Linked DNA regions of Anser cygnoides: region 2 is linked to region 1. Evidence: chromatin contacts called from public Hi-C data. All regions are on one chromosome and are shown on one strand. Each heading gives the region's core, a stretch centred on a gene start, on an enhancer-like site or on the middle of the called end of the contact. The rest is flanking DNA. Distances are from core to core; before and after follow the strand shown. Region 1 holds the start of PTPN1 (protein tyrosine phosphatase non-receptor type 1). Region 2 holds the start of CEBPB (CCAAT enhancer binding protein beta).

Region 1 (3,706 bases), core at 603-3,102:
GCATGAAAGATGGCCATCCACAGGAATTGCTCTCTGGTGACATTATAAAGACTTATCTTTCTGTATGGAGTCACTGAAACACAGCAAGACTCCCCACATATGTTCATAATTCTTAACCTTGAAATCACAGGGAAAAGGGAAAGCAGCAAAGTTGCTAAATTTGTCTTTATGTCCCCAGGTCCAGCAGGTTAAAAATTCACCATCCATTCTCAAGATAAGGAAACTGCCTCACAGCAGCCAGATTAGGAGATTAGGAGAAGATGCAGTCCCCTATCCAGTGCTTTTAGTACCAGGAAAATTGATTTCAACAAGTGGAAACAGTTTCATTCACAGGGCTAACACTGTATCTGTCTAGTTCCAAAAATCAGTTCAAGAGAAAGCAGTAAGAAAGGAAAAAAAAAATCTTAATACCACCTGCTAATGCCTCCGTACTACATTCAGCACATGATTAGAGAATAATGTTTCATTGTTTACCTAGATTAAACCATTTATCCAATTAGGCTGCTTTCTGCAGCTTGCCTTAACTGTTGGCATTCCCATTAACCCTCTCCCCAGATTCTGGGCCCCTGAGCTCACATCTGACTAGTCCTCTCTTCCCAGAGAGCACCCATTTGCCCTTTAGTAGCCCACTAAACAAGGCTCAAGTGGGGTGGCACTTTGGGGCTGAACACTGAAACGCAGCCTCTTCCAAAGTCTCTGGTCGAATGATTAGGAAAAGCAACGGAAAAGCTTCCCCTAGAAGGTACAGCCAAGCGGTGCAAGGGCTGCAGCTAAGGGACGAAATACCTCTATCTTCAGTGACATCGATATATCCTGCCTGTTGAGAACCCTGCCACTCTCACTGTCTTAAATCTATACTGTGCCTAGAGGATTTGTAAGCACATTCACTTGAGAAACACCTATCGCACAAACCCACCATCTCATTTCAGGTCAGCGCTGATGCTGCAGAGATACCAGGTACGCCAAGCCTACACCAACCCTCAGCAGCAACATGGGCAAAAAGCCTGAGAAATAGTAATCTAATAAACAGAAGTTGGCTGACATGAGAAGTAAAATTCCTCACTTTGGAAACGAAGCGCGCTCTAGCATTACGCGTGGGATAACTGTGTCCATATGTTTGGAACGCCTTGTCTTGACCTCAGGAAGAACACGTTGGCTCCCTAGTACCAGACGTGTAGGCTGAGGCTTTACTCAATGTTGTGTTTTAGGGTGGGGTAGGATGGCAAACGTTTACCTGCTGGGACAGGATGTGGATAGTAATGGCCATTTCTGAGTAGGAACACAAGAACGGAGGACAGGTGACCGAAATCCATTCTGATTTTCTCATGGCACTCATTCCTTCAACTGAAAGCGTACGGGACAGCTGACAGCACCCGTTTCAGCGTGCAGCCTGTGTAAGAGCAAATAATAACCTCTCCATCTCCTGAACACGCTCAGAGCTGCCTCCAACCCCCGAAGTCAGAGCACACAGGGGCTCAGCACCCCCAGCACGGACGCCTGCCCGGAGGGGCTGCCCCCCTCACAGCCCCTTCCCCGGGGTGGGACACCTTTTGCGGGGCTCCCTGCCCGTCCTGCCGCAGCCGAGGCCCTCCCACACACGACCCCGGGGCGCTGCCCTCTCCCCTCACAGCCCTGCGGGGAGCGCCCTACCTGGCGGGGCGGCGCCGAGGCACCCGAAATCGCCCCTTTTTGCCTCAAAGAGGCTCCTCGTCGCCTCGGGGGGCAGGAAGGGGGCTCTGGGGAGAGTGGCCCTGAGGCGAGGAGGAGAAGAACGAGGAGGAGAAGGAGGAGGCGGCCCGCCCCGACCCACCCCGGGGCGCTCCGGTCTACCCTCGCCCCCTCTCTCCCCCCAGCCCCCCGGCTACGGTTGTGGCCGCCCCGGACATCGCGTCGCCGGGGAGGGCGGCGTAGTTCCGGCGGGGAGCGGGGAGGAGCGGCGTGCCGAGCCAGGCGGCGGCGGTCTCGGGAGCAGCCCGGAGCCCGGGCAGGCAGCGGGGTGCTGCTGGTGGGGACGCGGGGGGTGGTGGCGGCCGGGCCGGGCCGGGCCGTGCGCGGCGTCCCCGCCATGGAGATGGAGAAGGAGTTCCACCGGCTCGACCAGGCCGCCAGCTGGGCCGCCATGTACCAGGTGAGGGGCAGCTGGCTCGGCTCTGCCCCGCGGTGCTGGGGGGGGAGCGCTGGTCCCTCTGCCTGTATCCGCTGCTGAGAGCCGGGGGGGCTCTGCCCTGCGCCTCCCCTCGCGGCTTTCCCCCATGCCTGCTCTCCTTCCCCTTTCGCTGAGGGAAGAGAAGGAGAGGAGGCTCCGCTGCGCGACTCGGAAAGCTCCCCTCTGCCTTACCGAGCCGCGCCGAGCCGGGCCCCCGGCCCCTGAGGTCCCCGGGCAGGACGGGGCAGCCCCCGGGGCGCTACTGCCCGGTCCTGGGGGCTCCTCGGTGGGCTGAGCGCGGCCGCAAGTGCTCAGCAGCCTTCCAAAGCTGCTTCCTGACCCCGGGGGAGTGAAGCCGACTGTCTGCTTTTTTCTTTAAACAGAAACGCGATGGTGAGCGGCGTTGCACGCACCTAGGTTTTGGTCGCTTTAGTAGTAGAAGAGATCCCTTAAAATGGCTTGTTAGGAATACTCATGCAGGGATCTGGTACTGCTTTTTATTACTTTGTTTATTTAGCCTGGTTGTGACATTCCTAAAAAGCCGTGTGGCAAACATTTTTGCGATGGTAAGATTATTTGCGAACCACGCACAGCTTCAGAGGTACGAGGATCCGAAGTTAGGCCCTTTGTCTTTAGCAAGTTGTGTGCTCACTTATCCAAAATGAGGTCTGAGAGAAGACGAAGCACGCTAATGGCTGGGTGGATGTGTTCAGTCAGATCGGGTAGCATTACTGTAAAATCCATTTGAATGCTTAAGCTTCCACATTGCATATTCTAATGAGTTTTAAGATCATATTTGTAATGTAAAACTTGGGCTTTGCATCCCTTTCACTGTATTTCTCTGGCAGTAGACATTAAAAAAAAACTGGATTTATGAAAATGAAATAAATGTGCTTCAGTTTCAGAATTACTGTAGGCAAGTTTTCAAAGCAGTAGCTTGCAGGATGAATATCCCAGTTGTTTGGCAATTGGAGAATAAGCATGAAATTTTGAGCATGTTTTTCAGAAAAGTCCATTTTTTGTTAGAGGACTGCATTTCCTGCAGGGTTCCAGCACTTGCTAACTCTATCAGTTGAAAGTCATGTGCATATATGACGTTATGTTTTTGCTAAACTGTTCTTGACAATTTGGTGTTTTGCAGGCTCAGTGCTCAGGAAATGATTTTGAGTAATATAGCTCTGTAATGGAGGTGGTGTACTTCTACGGGTGCAACTGAGTTACAGAAGTGAAATGTGTAAGGAGCTGTAAGATTAATAAAGAATGAGGGCCTGTGGCATATTTTCAATGTAGCATTCAGTGATATTTTTGTCCAGCTTTCTTTGAATGATGTGACTCAATCTGCTCAGACAGTGGCGCAGAATGAGGTTTGATTGAGGACTAACTAAAAAAAAAAGACTCCAGTGATTTGCGTCCAACTGTTGACAAGCCTGAGAGGTGGGTTTTTTGTGGTTTTTTTTTTCTTGCTGTTTGTATTTTAAGGTTGGTTAGTAAGTATGTGCATCTACATCATGTAATTCAGTTTCTAACTACATCCTGCTTTTAAATATCAGCTGTTTAAAA
Region 2 (3,465 bases), core at 206-2,705, 160 kb before region 1:
CACTGACTGATTTCTGAATTCTTCCTCTTTTCGCAGTTCTGAGGTTTGAACATTATGAACAGTTGACTGTTTGAATCGTATAATGCAATACCTGTTCCTCTGGCTTAACGTTACAATATTTCCCACACCGCAGGATTGCTTCACATTATTCTAAGAGGCAGTGTCATTTTCCCTGCAGTGCTAGGTCTTCTTTACTGAGGCGAAGGACACTCCTACTTCCTTTAATTATATGTTTTGTTTTAAATTAATGTCCTTTATTCTGGCGATGAATCACCAGCTTGTAGACAGGTAAATGTGGGAGTAAGAGAGTGAAAATATAAGTTTGATTCCCAAGGTGGGTGTCTTTAATTAAAACGGACATCAAGATTCAGTCTTCCTTCCCAAACTTACCCTGCCGTTCTGCAGGCTCTGGGCTCCCACGTTGCCGTGCACGTACCTCACCGGCTCAGAGCCGCCCGAGAGCCGGTCCCCTTCGGGTTCAGGGCACGGATCCCCTATCGCTTGTGTACCCTGACAGTTGCACCACATCACGCAAAGCAAATACGCCAAGACAAACTTTAAGGCCATCATCCCGGCACGAAGGGACGGGGAGGGGAGCCGTGGCTTTGCTGTGACTGCTCCAGGGGCGAGCAGGGAGCCTGGAGCCGCTTCCCCCCGCTCCCTGCTGGCCCTCGGACGCCGCCGCTGCGCTCCCCCGCGCGGGGCAGCGCTGGCGGCCGCCGGTTTTCCTCCCGGAGCGCCGCACGGCGAACATCGCGGTCTGCCCTCCGGTCGCAGCGCTCCCCTGCCTTGGCAGAAGAGCTTGGAAAAAGACGAACCGAACAAATAAATAACCCCCCGCCGCCTCCGTTCCCCCGGGGGCTAAACGAGCCCGGCGGGGGGGGGAGCGCTGCACCCCTGCGGCCCCAAACCGCGCGCACCCGGCAGGGCGCGGGGCTGCTCCGCACCCCCGGGGGCCGATCGCTGCCCCCTCCCCGGGGCCGGGCGGGGAGCGAGGGGCACCTGCGGCCCCGGCCCCGTCCCGGGCGGCCCCGGCGGCGGTGCCGGCCCCCGCAGCCGCTCCGCACCCGCTCCGCACCCGCGGGCCGGGGCCGGCGGCAGCTCGGCGTGGCAGGCGGCCAGGCGGTGACGCGCCTGTTGCTATGGGATCGGCCGCCCCTATAAATAACCGAGCGGAGGAACTTTCCTAAGGCAGAGGCTTTTAGGACGCGGGCCCCGCAACCAGATGGTCCGCAGGAGAAACGCCAGCTCCAGCCGCAGCACCCGGAGCGGCAGAGCCCCGCCGAGCCGCAGGGACTGAGCCGGCGCAGGGGGGGGCAGCGCAGCAGCCGCGGTGCCCAGCGCCAGAGCCCGAGGCAGGGTCTGGAGCCCCCCACCCCGACGGCGGCAGCTCGATCCTCTGCCGGGGGGGCCCCCTGCGCCGTCTTCTCCTCCCCGCATCCCCCTTTGCTTTCATGCAACGCCTGGTGGCCTGGGACGCAGCATGCCTCCCCATCCAGCCGCCCGCCTTTAAATCCATGGAAGTGGCGAATTTCTATTACGAGGCGGACTGTCTGGCTGCTCTCAACAAGCTGCACCCGCGGGCGGCCGGGGGCCGCTCCATGACCGAGCTGACCGTAGGGGACCACGAGCGAGCCATCGACTTCAGCCCCTACCTGGACCCCTTAGCATCCCAGCAGCCGGCGCAGCCGCCTCCTCCCGCAGCAGCAGCAGGGGGCAACTTTGAGCCTCCGTGCAGCAGCGGCGGCGGCCAAGATTTCCTTTCCGATCTCTTCGCCGAGGACTATAAAGGCAGCGGCGGCAAGAAGCCCGACTACACCTACATCAGCCTCGGCCGGCACGGCCACCCGTGCGGCAGCCAGAGCCACAAGCCGGGGGGGCTGCCGGGCTGCTTCCCGCCGCAGATCGTGGAGACCAAAGCCGAGCCGGTCTTCGAGACCCTGGACTCTTGCAAAGGGCCCCGTAAGGAAGAAGGGGGGGCCGGGCCGGGACCGGGGGGCATGTCCTCGCCCTACGGCAGCACCGTGCGCTCCTACCTGGGCTACCAGTCGGTGCCGAGCGGCAGCAGCGGGAACCTGTCCACCTCGTCCTCCTCCAGCCCCCCCGGCACCCCCAACCCCTCCGAGTCCTCCAAGTCGGCCGCGGCCGGCGGGGGCTACTCGGCCCCCCCCGCGGGCAAGAACAAGCCCAAGAAGTGCGTGGACAAGCACAGCGACGAGTACAAGCTGCGCCGGGAGAGGAACAACATCGCGGTGCGCAAGAGCCGCGACAAAGCCAAAATGCGCAACCTGGAGACGCAGCACAAAGTCTTGGAACTGACGGCCGAGAACGAGCGGCTGCAGAAGAAGGTGGAGCAGCTCTCCCGGGAGCTCAGCACCCTCAGGAACTTGTTCAAACAGCTGCCCGAGCCCCTGCTCGCCTCCTCGCCGCGCTGCTGACCCCCTTTCCCCGGGGCCGGCCGGAGGGGAGCGCCGGTGGCCGGCTCCCCGCTGCGCCCCCCCCCCCCCCCCCCCCCGCCGGGGGAGCCCGGGGCCGGGGGCCCGCAGCGCGCCCCCGGGGCTCCCCCCGGGCTCGGCGGGGCTTTCTGCTCGGTTTGCTCTTTATTTACGCGTCGGCGGAGGGGCCCGGCGAGGCCGCCAGGGCGCGGGGGCGCGCCGGGGGTCGGGGGTCGGGGGCCGGCGGCCGCGGGGCTCTGCGGGCTGCTGGGCGCTGGGGGTATTTAACACAGCGAGAGGAGAGCAGGGCGAAGTGATGCAATCCTTGAAGCATGGCTGGGAATGCTGCGTACATGATGCAATCTCGTGTAACTGTCAGTCATGGATTGAGTAATCTGTTAAAGATGTTCCTACGTTTTTTTTTTTTTTATTATAAAGAATAATCTATTTCTATAAGAAAATACATATGTATATTTTGGGATCTATGCATTCTTGCTACGTTTGAAGCATTAATGAACAATTTTAATAAACTTTATGACTAGGTTAAAAAAAGTAGCTTGTTTTATTTGGAAGGCACGTTTGAAGCTAGCTTAAAGGCAGAGCTGAAACTCTAGCTGCATCTGGCTCGGTGCTGTGATCAGGGAGCAGGATTTCTGTTGGTCTTTTCACTTTCTCTGTGACTCAGAGAAAAACAAAAACAAAAACCCCAAGAGAAAGCCAGCAGAGAGCAGGGCTGGAAGCTTCAGCCAGTTCTCGTTGCCTCATTTTATTTCCTCTAATCACTTGCTTTAGCTGCCGCTTGGGTATTGTTTGGGGAGGAGGTGGTTGTTTGGCGTTTTCGGTTTTTGCACTTCTTGCTGTTCTCAACGTGTAGAGCGAGGTGTGCTGTCCAAACCGGGACCGGTCCTTGGCAAAGTAACTCCGAGTCTGAAGTGGGAGGGAAGAAGTAAGGGAGGAAGCTTTAATTTATTTATATATATATATTTTTTTTTTCTCTAAGGGCTTTCTATTCTCTAAGTTGTGATTCAGC

Evidence for each region. Hi-C and Micro-C count contacts between places; a contact is called where the count stands out from the background.
Region 2: a contact with region 1 is called in a Hi-C map of fetal liver, with 2.5 times the contacts expected there. The contact joins the promoter of CEBPB here to the promoter of PTPN1 in region 1. A contact is called at or near these places in 5 of 7 Hi-C or Micro-C datasets (fetal liver, granulosa cells and liver).

Annotation. Positions count from the first base shown.
Region 1 is chr16:8,546,659-8,550,364 of Taihu_goose_T2T_genome, reverse strand. It overlaps PTPN1 (protein tyrosine phosphatase non-receptor type 1), which reads left to right and starts at 1,852. Exons shown (of 9, transcript XM_066978147.1): 1 at 1,852-2,128. The coding sequence starts at 2,066.
Region 2 is chr16:8,710,055-8,713,519 of Taihu_goose_T2T_genome, reverse strand. It overlaps CEBPB (CCAAT enhancer binding protein beta), which reads left to right and starts at 1,455. Exons shown (of 1, transcript XM_048072540.2): 1 at 1,455-2,894. The coding sequence starts at 1,455. The coding sequence ends at 2,438.